Linked DNA regions of Mus musculus: region 1 is linked to region 2. A link is a contact called in public HiChIP or PLAC-seq data. All regions are on one chromosome and are shown on one strand. Each heading gives the region's core, a stretch centred on a gene start, on an enhancer-like site or on the middle of the called end of the contact. The rest is flanking DNA. Distances are from core to core; before and after follow the strand shown. Region 1 holds the start of Gm36393 (a long non-coding RNA gene). Region 2 overlaps G6pc2 (glucose-6-phosphatase, catalytic, 2).

Region 1 (6,257 bases), core at 969-3,468, 170 kb after region 2:
TGCTTCCTTTGATGCACAGAAAGTTGTTAGTCGGATGCAGTCCTGTCCATCAATTCTGGCTTTTGTGGTCTATGCTTTATGGAGCATCTCCAAAACTTACTGCTTGGTCCAATTTCAGAAAGCTTTTACTCTGTGTTTTATAGTGCCAGGTTCTACTTTCAAGTCTTTTATCTGTTCTGAGTTGACTTTTCTATTCAGGATGAGATAAAGTTCCAATTTCCTTCTCCTGCCTGTGAAAGGCTAGTCTTTCTAGCACTTTTCTATTAAAGAATCCATCCCCAACCCCTTGTGAGATTATTTGACTTTCTGGTGGGATCTTAGGTCATGACGCACTTTATTTGCCCAATAACCAGAGACATTTATTTAACTTCTGGTTCAGGACAAAACTGGGAGAGATGTGAGGTGTCTAAGTTCCCTCTCCACCCTTGTATGCACACACAAGGTCATGTATATAATCGTATTTTCTATAACACAGTACTCTTCAGAATAGACTAGAATTCAAAGTCATGACTTCCTAGAGAAAAGGCCCCCATGGACACGACAGTATCCTCTCTCTACTACCTTTAGAGAAATAGTCCTCAAAGTCCTCAGACCAATAGCTTCACTTGAAAACTTGTGGAAAATGCATATGCTAAGACTTACATCATGCTTACTGGCTCAGGAATTCTGTATGTAAAACCCAGAAGTCTGGATTTCAACAAGCTTTGTAAGGCGATTCTACTGCCCTTCCAAGTTTGAGATGAGATCAGCTGGCCTAAAGAAAACATTGCAGCATCCTTTTCTGGAGAATGGAAAACCATTCCAGTGAGCCTCAATTATAATTGCAAAGTCAAAACAAAGTCCCTGTCACTAGTGTCTTCCTGTTTGCACCCTAGCCTCCCACTCTGACTCTCCTTTTCTGCCCAAGAATGAACATATTTTGTCTCTTTTTTATAGGTCTACACAGACTGAAAAGCAATACCTCCTCGGTGAACTTGGACCTCTCTCTAGTGGTAGGGTGCATGGACCACGCTCTAACAAGTCTCTTCCCCAAGACTCGGTACATTGCTGGGAAAGATGCCAAGACATTCTGGATACCTCTGTCTCACATGCCAGCAGTTTTACAAGACTTTTTATTGCTGAAACAGAAAGTAGAGCTGGCAAATCCCAAAGCTGTGTGACTCAACTAACCACAAATGCCTGCCCCCAGCTTCGAGATTGGCTGATTTCAGAGACTTGGCACCTCAATCTCATTCTTTACCAGACCCAACTCGGACTCACTTAGACCAGGTTTCCGTTTTTAAAAGAAGATAGTCCATAGTCTCTTCTTAAGTCTTCTGTGAAAATAAGGACAGAGAAGGCCTATCTCATAAGCCAGTCTTGCCAGATACTGAAGCTTTACCTGATTGGTAAGATGAAAGAGAAATGGAAAGACTTCTCCATCCAAAATAGGTGTGCTGCTACCTGCCCCTGACTGGTTCAGTAATCCAGATTGCTAAGCATTGTCGCTTATTGAAATGTTAAGTGATAAGAAGTCTTTAATAAGTGGATCCAATGGCTCTGTTATCTGGCAGAGAAGAAGACTCAATACATTCTGATAAGCTTTGATAAGAACAAGAAAGAGATAAAAGGTGTTACCACGCAGAGCACTGGTATGAACTGAGAGGCGGTTAGAAACAGGGAAGAAATAGAAGGGCAGAAAAAGACAAGGAATGAAAGGTGGGGACACGCCAATACAAGCCTCATACTCCAGAGGGACACAGAGGACACACTACTGCTGTTACCGTGAAGTCACTGCATCTGGTCCTAGCCCTAGAGGTACCTCACCAGTACCTTCATCAGTCAGCTGCATCACAGCGGAAGCACACCAGTTCTGTTGGCTACAGCTGCTCCTCATTACAAGGCCAGGTTCTTGGCTCCATCTCATGGCTTCAGACTCTGTGGCTTGCTTACTGCCCTTTGACTTTCCCGATGTCCAAAGACTACCAAGATTTGCAGAATCCCAAGGGAATTCCTTTATTGATCTTCCAATCATGCTAATCCAATCGCTCAACCTTCTAATTCTGTCTCTGTTTTGCCTCATCCTGAGATGCTTTCTATTATTCTTATCCCTTTAAGTAGCTACAATTCGCTTACTCTTTCTTCCCATCAAAAACTAAGTGTCATGCAGTCTACCATTGAGCGCAAGCTTGCCAGCTGCAGCATCTGTGTTAGCAGTGTGCCAGCTGCACTTCTGTTAAGCTCTGAGTACTTCCTTCTTAGCTGTAGCTCCGCCATCAGCCTTCCCACAGAGAAGGCTCGCTCAGCAGAACAAGGTGGCTGCTCTTCACTTGTTGGTTCGGAGATACTGTGAAGGAGCCTGCTGCATATGTAAACTGTCCAGACGAAAGAGAATCTCTTCCATTTAAACTATCTTCAAGACCCTAAACCATCTGTGGGTAGCTCAGCCTAGTACATAATGAAGAAAATTCCCAAGAAGCTGCTAAGAAAAATGTTCAAGTTTTGCCTTTCTCTACAGTATTCATCCCAGTAGTTCTCGGGGGTATAAGACACCACAGGCTCATTTATGTAGAAATGGCCAAACATTCGCAAAATGAAAAACTCTGCTACCTACAGGTGATTTCTATCGATTTTACTCTAAGCGATGGCCTCCTGAATCCTTGCCAAAGGAGACAGTTCTGTTACACTTGCCCCTAACTCTGGTTTCTTTCACCCTTCTTTTTGTCATGGAGGCTCAAATCCAGAATCTCGGGCATGGGCCCATGCTACACCACTGAGCTACACCACACCCCAGTTCAGGATTTATTTTTAAAAAGAAAAATGTAGTAGTTTCCATCTTAGTTTAGGAAGCACTGTCCTAGCCAGAGCATTGCTGCAGTCTGTAGTTTAACAATTTCCAAGCTCTCTCCTTAGGGATACCAGCCTGAGAAAGATGCAGATCCGCAGCCCCACTTGGTGCCTGGATACAGGATGTAACCTGAAACGGATCAGGCAAGGACATCACAACCTTCTGTCATTTTCTACTCAGGGCAGTCAGCACCTGCCCTAAACTGACCCTTTTCACTTCTGTTGGAGAAAATAGAGACAGATAGGATTGCACTATGGATCTGTACCCTAAACTGTGGACAATAGTCACACATAGCAAAAGGTTTACTCTCAGCCTTCAGTCTGGTTTTTTTCTTCCATGGCAGCTACAACTTGAGTATATGCCAAATCGTGGCACCTGAGTTAGAAAGCAGACAATGCATATATATATATATATATATATATATATATATATATATATATATATGTATGTATGTATGTATATATATATATATATACATACATATACAATACACATACACACACATATATATAATATGTGTGTATACACATATATATTATATACATGTGTGTATATATACATATGTATATACATATATATGTATTTACATGTGTGTGCATATATACACACACATACATGTATGTATGTATGTATGTATGTATGTGTGTATGTATGTCACAGCTGGAAAAATAATATACCTGGTGAATTAGCAGATGCTTCCTGTGACATAGTCTTACAGTTGCTATGCCTTACATGAACAGCTTCATCTAACCCTCACTACATTTCGTCAGCCAATCAGCTGTGCGTTTTAGACTTGGGGAGATAAACTCAGCCACTCCGGTAAATTTCTGTATTTTAGAGTGCTCGTCATCTTGGGCTAAGTCTCACCCAGGCAGTCTCATTCCAAAGCCCATGCTCAGAATACTGCTGTATGATAAAGAATCCAAGGCTCTCGAAGTCTTCCTAACCCTCGATTCTGATTATACAAAAGCAAAAACCATTATTAACCCACTTGACATCAGTCTTGCCAACTCAATAATGATCATAAGTACAAGTGTTATATAATTTTAAGAAACATGTAGAGATACACTCATTTTTGTTTTTGTAAATTCTATTTCTTCTCACTTAGCAGATCTTTGAAGGTTTCTAACTACATTTCTGAATTTCCTTTCCCCTTTCCTCTCTTCTTTGTCATCTTCGATCATGTTTGCTTAATGTTACTTGCTTAGGGGATTTGTTTGTGAGTGCCCTTTGTTAACCTCAACAATGACCTTCACTCTCCTCTCCTCACCCAAAGCCAAGAGTTAAAATCTTCTAGCTTTTAAGATCAAACAAAAAGAAAGACACCAAAGATTGGGGTGCCACAAATACCAAGTCTCTTATTGCTGTTTTGTTTTGCTCTTTGTTTTGAATAAAAAATATTGGCAGTCTATCGTGGTCCCTGTAGCTAGGGCTAACCTAGGCACTGGAAGAATGGAAAGATACAAGATGAGTTCAGAGCCTCTATCACTACTACACTGCAGTCAAAGAAACTGCCAGGAAATTGCTGCTGCCAGGAAAAATCTGAATGATTTGATAGGAATAACCCAGCATCTGTCTCAGGGACATTTCATGGAACACATTCATGATATCACACTCTTCTGCCCTGACACTACTGAAGAAGGGGAGGTCACTGCCTTCTAATTGCTTTGCCAACTAGCTCCAGTTCTAGAACACTTTAGGGCTCCAGCTCCTGCTTCCATCATCAGAAGGATTCCCATTCAGTTTTTCAAACAGCCACGCTCTACCCGGAGTACAGTCCATGGATTTCCTATGAATTCATTATGGCCATTACACAGAAGATATTTACTGTTCTCTTTACAAAGAAAAAAACATGATATCCAAATTCTTGCATGTATAATAATCTGAGCTAAATTCCCCATCCTTGAACTCTAAGAGGGAAAAAAAAAAAAAGGAAGAAAGGGAAAAAGAAAAGCCACATATCACACAATGAATTTTAAATACATGGGCTTCCTGTGAATTCTTTCTAGCACACTGAGAGCCATTGTAGATTAGCAATTTGCAAACCCTGAGTACTGAAATTGTATAAGACAAGATTCTTAGCTAGAGGCTCCACTTTCTCCTTTCTCTGAAACCCTTTTTTTACTTTCCACATTTAATGTGTGTGTGTGTGTGTGTGTGTGTGTGTGTGTGTGTGTGTGTGTGTGTGTTCACACGTGCACACTCGCATGCATGAGATTCAGTTTTCTCCTTCCACCCTCTGATTCCAGGAGTTCTACTGTGAACTGGGGGCTTAGCAGGAATTGCAGTTAGCCACTGAGCTATCTGGCAAGTCCCGTGTCTTGGGACTCTAAGAGGATGGTAGAGAAAGGTAAGCAGGTGTTTCTCTCATTCCTGCTCTCCAACCCCTACTGCAAGAATCTGTGTGAGAAACTCAGCTTCTCGTCATAGGCATCAATACAAACTAGCATTTTCAGGGTTCATAGATTGCTTTCAGGACAAAAGAAGAAAAAGTTTTCTGGCCAGATCTCACCTCCAAACTGGAAAAGGGTCAAGTCTGAGGAGAGCATCCGTCCATGGATCCTTTAGACACAGAGATAGGTGTCTTGGTACGGCAGGGGACAGGAGAAGACAGAACCCCAGTAAAAATACTTCTGTAAGTTCAAACCATGGGCTAACATGATAAAGACACAGAGTTTTGTTTGTGCCTCCAAAACTCACTGAGAGGGTTCAGAGCCGCACCGCAAACACACTAAAGAGTTTTGTGCAAGAGGCAGCTCCGAGTGAGTCAACAGAGTGATGTAACTGTGGTGTAACAGCCCTCCACCTCCATAAGGAAAAAACACAAGAGGTCCTGACCTTGGCCTAACTTCTTTTAGAAATGTTATCTTGTATATTTATTGGATGTGGTACTATCTGTAGAAAGGCATTTTCATACAAGTATGTACTGGACACTGAACATACTCCCCCCACACCCTCCGCTCTCTTTCTCATCGTTCCCAACTCCTGTTGGTCCCTTTTGTTCCCTTAGACATTTTCAAGTCCACTTTTATGTCATTTATACAGATATGCTTTTATGTATTTGTACAAAGTCCAAGACTCAACTAAAAATGATATTTGCCTTTTAAAAACTGGCTTAATTAGATAAACATGATTATCTCTGGTTGCATCCACTTTCTTGGAAATAATGTTCTTTGTTCTTCTTCACGGCTGAAAAGCGATTCCCTTGCTTATATATGCAGTGTTTTCTTTATGCATTCATCTCTGTGGCTGAACACCTGGGCTGGTTCCATAACGTAGCTACTGTGATTGGTGACACAAGAGACAGTAAATATGCATTTATCTCTGTGACCTGGTGACTTGAAGTCCTTTGGGAAAACATCCAGGAGGGGTATAGTAGGGTCACATGGCAGCTATATTTTCAATTTTTTTTTAATAAAGAGGCAAGTTT
Region 2 (6,220 bases), core at 1,135-3,634:
TTTCAGTTTATGTCTTAAAACACTTTAGGAAATTGTTAGAACCTGGGTGTCTTAAACCCTCCCAGGTGCAGAGAGGAGGGGTTTCTGAAGGGCTCAGGGTCACAAGCTCATGTCAGTATCTCTTTCCAATCCCCAGGGATGCTAGTAGCCGAGGCCTTTGAACACACTCCAGGAGTCCACATGGCCAGCTTGAGTGTGTACCTGAAGACCAACGTCTTCCTCTTCCTGTTTGCCCTCGGCTTTTACCTGCTTCTCCGACTGTTCGGTATTGACCTGCTGTGGTCCGTGCCCATCGCCAAAAAGTGGTGTGCCAACCCAGACTGGATCCACATTGACAGCACGCCTTTTGCTGGACTCGTGAGAAACCTCGGGGTCCTCTTTGGCTTGGGTTTCGCCATCAACTCAGAAATGTTCCTTCGGAGCTGCCAGGGAGAAAATGGCACCAAGCCGAGCTTCCGCTTGCTCTGTGCTCTGACCTCACTGACCACAATGCAACTTTATCGCTTCATCAAGATCCCGACTCACGCGGAACCTTTATTTTACCTGTTGTCTTTCTGTAAAAGTGCGTCCATCCCCCTGATGGTGGTGGCTCTAATTCCCTACTGTGTACATATGTTAATGAGACCCGGTGACAAGAAGACTAAATAGAGCTGCAGTGCCCTGTGGTCTGAGGATCACCTACTTTCTGTTTTCCTCAATAGAGCCACAGCACAGAGACTGGGAGCGTCTCTACAGAGGTCACACCATGATGACCAAAGGTCCTGCTCCACCCACAGACATGTTTAGTCTGCTTTCCAAGTGGCATTTAAAAAATAACAGTATTTAACCAGAAAGTCCATATTTTCTTGACAAAACTGACAATACGGTAACATATGAGAGATGGTATAACCCATGTAAAGACAGTTGACAGGGGCTGGATGCTTACATTCCAGTTAGCAGAAAGACTCCTTCTAATCATAGTATTTAGCAGTCAACAAAACCCCCAGGAGCTGATGTTTCTATCATCTTAAAGTCTGGCTACTTCAGGCTCCTGTGGACCACTTAGAAGTGACCACGGTCTACTTTTACTTTTAGGAGTCAATTCTTTCAAAATTCTCATGTATCAGATAAGGAAATAGAGGTTTGTTCAGATCAAGTAACTTGACTGTAATAGTGCAGGGTTGAAACCAGAGTTGGAACACAAGGCTTCTGATACATATATCTCTATAAGAATGCTTTCTTTCTTTCTTTTTAGGGAGTTAAAAAAAAAGAGCAAATGCATGTATTTAAAATCTATGTTTGCCATCTAAAACACCCATGTTTTCAGAAATGGCATTGGAATGCTACATTCTGCTTGACTTATGCTCAGAGTACAGTGTCTTTTCCAGGCTAGCAATGGCTGTATATATTTCAATAAACGCTGCTGAAAACAACCCACTGGATTACTGTTCACCAGAAAAGCCTCATCTCTTCACTGGGGCATCCCCATGTTTTACTTCTAAGAGTCAAGTCTGTCAAAAATGAGGATAATCAAATTCTTCTACCTCAGAAAAAAATGATTAAATACTAGTGCATCGGACTAATCTCTGTGCTTTACTTCAGAAAAGTGTTATTTATGGGCTATTAATATACACCAACTTCTCAGTGAGATTGGTTTTTTCCTTCCCTCATTGAAATTCTAGACTCATTTGATAACTGTGTCTTTCTGATCAAGTTCAAAGATCATGAGTCTGATTGGCCTGTGATCTACTGCAATGCCGTAGGTAACTTCTCAAGAATACTATTGATGAGTTAGCTGCTTTTAGGTGATGATCGATTAAATAGGTCATCAATGTGTATGAAAACACACCAGTTGAAGGAAAGGCTATTTGATAGTAGTCATGGAAAATAATATATCTAACAGCTAATTATTGGCAGCTTTCCAAGTGTAATTATAGAAAATGAACTATTGCTTTTCCAAGACACTTTAACTAAGGTTCTCTTTTTTAACAGGCAATGGATTCCCTAAGCAAAACAAAACAGGGTGAAAAAAAAAAAAGCTTTTACTTCAGAATAAATCTATCCCATGTTTGTTGGAGCACTGGAGCAAAAGAAATAGAACAGGATGATTCTTGTTCATTTCTTCAGTGCTCTTTGCCATTGTCCCCATAAGGCTTCCGTAGTTCTCAGCACATTGTGTTCTTTCTGCCCAGTCCCATCTGCAAATGTAAGAGGCCTGCTTCCCTCTGAGCCTTTTTTCAAAACTTCCTGTGGAGTCAATAATCTTGAATCCTCTATCCCAGTACATTCTGAGCCTGCTTTTGCCTGGGCTGGGACTGAGGGGGCTGTGCCATCAATAGCTAGGAGATTCTGTTGCTGTGCCCGGCTCTGCCACACACTCCCTGTAGCTTCCCGCCCATCGAGGAGCTTTCTTCAGCTACTCCACACAGCTGTCTGTTAGATGGCATGTGATCCTCAGAAGGGAAATGGGATGAGGCACGGCGTATTTTCAATAATTAATCTCCAACAACTCTACCCCTGTCTACCATGAAGCCTCAGAGTCCCTAGTGAGGAGATTTTTCTTTCTCTCTCGCTGATGTCTCCTGGAGGAATCCACATGGAGGCAATTTGCTTTTGTGATTGGAATTGCTTAGGCAGCAAGAGAAACAGTGTTGTATGGCCTTGGAGAAAAATGCCTGATTTAAATCATGATGGAGAAGACTTCGGCTTCCAATTTATTCACAAGAAATAAGCAAAATGAGCTCATTTGACTTACGGATATCAATCTAATCAAAGCGTCTACACATCTGCATATTCAAGAGAAAAAAAATGCCAGTATCATGAGCTGCCAGGATGATAAAATCTAGACAAGTGACTTGGGAAGCTGTTCCAATCAAACCCGCATTTGAAAAGAAACGCAGGGGAATTTATTACTGCTTTTTAAAACTAGCTACCAGGAAGACTGTTGAGTCCCTTCCTTTGGGCAGCCTATTAATTGAACTTCTCCCTTAGAAGGCTGAGTTGGTGCCATCTCTGTGGGTTTGGCCCTGTAACAGAGAGCTCAGAAATGCTATAGGACATTTTTGAAATCCAAGAGCATTGCTCAAAATACTACAGATCCAAATTTTTAACATAAAAAACATTTTAAACATTTTAATTCATTAAATATATTCAAACTACTTTCTCCAGCAATTTTTAATTAAACTCTTTGGAGTGATAAAGATATTTGTTCTGTATTGACCATTATGCTCTTAAAAGGCAGCAGCTAATACAACCAAAGAAGAGAATTATAAAATGTTACTTATTCTTTTTTTGTTTGGTTGGTTTTTGTTTTTTTTGAGACAGGGTTTCTCTGTATAGCCCTGACTGTCCTGGAACTCACTTTGTAGACCAGGCTGACCTTGAACTCAGAAGTCCTCCTGCCTCTGCCTCCTAAGTGCTGGGATTAAAGATGTGCGCCACCATTGCCCGGCAAATGTTACTTATTCTTAATTAACTTAAATAGGTGTCCAATGGCTGCAGAACTGGGTTTTACAAGTACAACCCTGCAGTGTTGTTGTTGTTGTTTTCTTGAAAACAAAGCAAAACAAAATTTATACTGTCTCCTATCTCAAACTGCTGTAGGTGAGGCCGAGAGCCTATAGCAGGTTATCACTGGGCTTTGCGGCATTTTCAATAGATATTTCCATCAGTGCAAATCCTGTCTCCTTGACTCCACCCTGGGAGCTCTGGCCATACCGGTCTCCTTGAACTCAGCTTTCCTGCTCCAAATTGAGGAGGCTGGGTTCATCCTTCCTACATCATGTCTTGGAAATCTAGTGGCAACAAAACTGTGTGTTTTACCCACAATTCATGGCTGTACTCAGGATAACTGGAAGACTTACTGACCATGTTTTCCCAATTTAGCATATACGTATGTCTGATAGCAGCACTTCTGTGGTCATTCAGAAACTAGTTACAAAAGCTCTCCACATATCCAGCTGCCTTGAAGACTTTGCCCTCACTGATGGCCTTTGTCTCTTTGTAAATCATAAATAGCTTTTTTAGATGAATACCTGAATCTAATGTTGCCTAGGAACTAGAGAGCCATCCTTAACGTTTCCCTTATCTTTAATGTATCAACTGATGATTCCCCCATAAAGGTCAGGTTATGCTACTCTGTTAATATTTTAATGTCCCCACCCTGTTTCCGTTAAAGGAACATGAATGGTAGAAAGATCTAGAAGCAAACCACAACTCATGAGAAAATTCTAAAAATAAATGCTTCATTTTGGGCTCTGCAAAAGACAAGTGCAGTTTATGTCGAATGTGAGGCTGGTTTGTAAAGAGTACTAATTACTGTCTTTGCTGTCCTAAATCACAGTAACGATTTAAAAGAAACCACGTCTCATTTCTTTATGCAGCAGAGAGGAGATCTCTCTAAAGTAGGGAGAAAACTCAACGAGGGAAGCTACAAAGGTTAGTGTGAAACCAATTAATCTTGTTCTGTTACAAGTTTTTAACTTAGTATTTTCTCTTTGTCCTGCAACATCTTGCCATGTGATCTCTGAAGAGAATCTGTCTTCAGTTCAAAGACTGTGTTGCTTCCTCAGAGAGGCAGCCAGGACAAGGCAGGGAGATGAATAAATGTGGCATCTGGAGTTCTGCTGGATTAGGGTCCTCAGGCTTAAGGTATTTTTCTCTTGCTGTGAAGAGATAGCATGACCAAGGCAACTTATAAAACATTTTCATTTTCGGGCCCATAGTTCCAGAGGCTGAGACTCTGTGGCCATTATGTGGGGGAAGGGGGCCAGGGGCGCAGGGGAGAGTATGGCAGCAGGCCAGACAGCAGCTGACAAGTTCCATCTGATCCCACAGTCATGAGGCAGAGGGGTGGGAGACAAAGCAGAGATGGAGAGACAGTGAGAGATGGGGGGGGGGAGAGGTGGGAAGAGAAAAAACACTAACTGAGAATGCCATTGGCTTTGGACACTTCAAAGCTGACCCTCATCATATACCATCAAGGCCACACCTAACCCTTCCCAAACAATCCCCCCAACTTTGGACCAAGCATTCAAAGTTAATCCTATGGGGGGCCATTCTCATTCAAACCACATTGATCTTATTCACTTCTTCCCCTAAGCTCTTCCAGATCCACCCTCACCTACCTTGACCTTCTGCCTGGCTTCCCTCAATAATGGACCATAACCTGCAAGCCACATAAATCCTCCTCCAGCCCCAAGCTGGTTTTGGTCAACGGTTTATCACGGTGACAGAAAACAAATTCCGACACTCATTGAGTGAATCCAATTTCTGCTCCTCCTCTACTCTTAATTGTGGGGCCATCCATTGGAGCCTGCTTAGTGGTTCACGGCCATAAAGGAAAAATGACTTTTCTTCACTTAAAAGCAATAAACTGTTCATAGTTCCTCAGTTGTGGGTGGAGTCCGTGAACCACACCTAATTCTCCCCCATGCTAGGATGTTGACTGGCTTGATCATGTACAGACAACCACACCAGCTTGACTTCTTGAATACAGTGGTCATGCCATGTCCAGGAAACAAACAGCTTTTGTCCCAATCCTCATCAACATCTGAACCTTAGAGTCTATCTACCTCTTCCTCCTCGATGGCCCCTGAGCTGTGGGGGACGGGCAGCTTGCTGTAGATGTCCCATTTGTATCTAAGCACTCTACAGCCACTTGTTCTCTGAACTTGAGTCAAGAAGCAGCAAGGTGATAGCAAATGAGGCCTGGTTATAACCTTCAAGCTTATCCCAACCCACCCCCCATTATCCACTTTCTCCAGCTAGGGCCCATCTTCTAAGAGTTCTATAACCCCCCCCCCCCCCACACACACACACACCCAATCTACAAACTGAGCTTACAGGGACATTTTAGATTCAAACTGTAACACTTCCTCAATTTCCTCCTTTTTTTTGTTCTTGTGAAGTACCCTCTTGGTGGAAGACTTAAAGGGGAACTGTTGTTCATTTCTCTATAAAAGGGAAGAAGAAAGATGGTATGAATGGCTGTAGCAAATATATTAAATCATAGATACTGTTTTAATTTTACTTAATGAGATGAACAAAGCTATAAATTCTAAAGAGGACTGTAATCCAATTTGGAATTTGCTCCTTTGTTAAACAATTTTGGATCAATAAAATACATTTTGGCCTTTAAAACACTCTATGCCAATTAAAATTCAAGTTTTATGGCTATAAAAGGAAATACGTGAAAATGTGAAATAATTCAGCTGATATAACGAGGCAAGATTATTAACAT

The links. HiChIP or PLAC-seq counts read pairs in DNA pulled down with a chosen protein or histone mark.
Region 1: an H3K27ac HiChIP or PLAC-seq map of SST interneurons shows a contact between it and region 2, with 7 times the contacts expected there. The contact joins two enhancer-like sites. A contact is called at or near these places in 1 of 39 promoter capture datasets (hippocampal neurons), 1 of 115 datasets of contacts at active chromatin or transcription factors (SST interneurons) and 2 of 9 other capture datasets (adipose tissue and pancreatic islet).

Annotation. Positions count from the first base shown.
Region 1 is chr2:69,400,298-69,406,554 of GRCm38.p6, forward strand. It overlaps Dhrs9 (dehydrogenase/reductase (SDR family) member 9), which reads left to right. Exons shown (of 5, transcript NM_175512.2): 5 at 937-2,789. The coding sequence ends at 1,160. Gm36393 (a long non-coding RNA gene) reads right to left here and starts at 5,425. Exons shown (of 6, transcript XR_003953850.1): 1 at 5,340-5,425. Within about 2 kb of position 2,219, at least 48 of the 459 cell types and tissues checked have an H3K27ac peak or open chromatin away from gene starts, as enhancers often do. A contact at or near this core is called in SST interneurons, where this site is marked.
Region 2 is chr2:69,226,432-69,232,651 of GRCm38.p6, forward strand. G6pc2 (glucose-6-phosphatase, catalytic, 2) reads left to right here. Exons shown (of 5, transcript NM_021331.4): 5 at 137-1,562. The coding sequence ends at 648. Among named protein-coding and RNA genes, the nearest start is that of G6pc2, 9.6 kb to the left of the region's middle. Within about 2 kb of position 2,385, at least 6 of the 459 cell types and tissues checked have an H3K27ac peak or open chromatin away from gene starts, as enhancers often do. A contact at or near this core is called in SST interneurons, where this site is marked.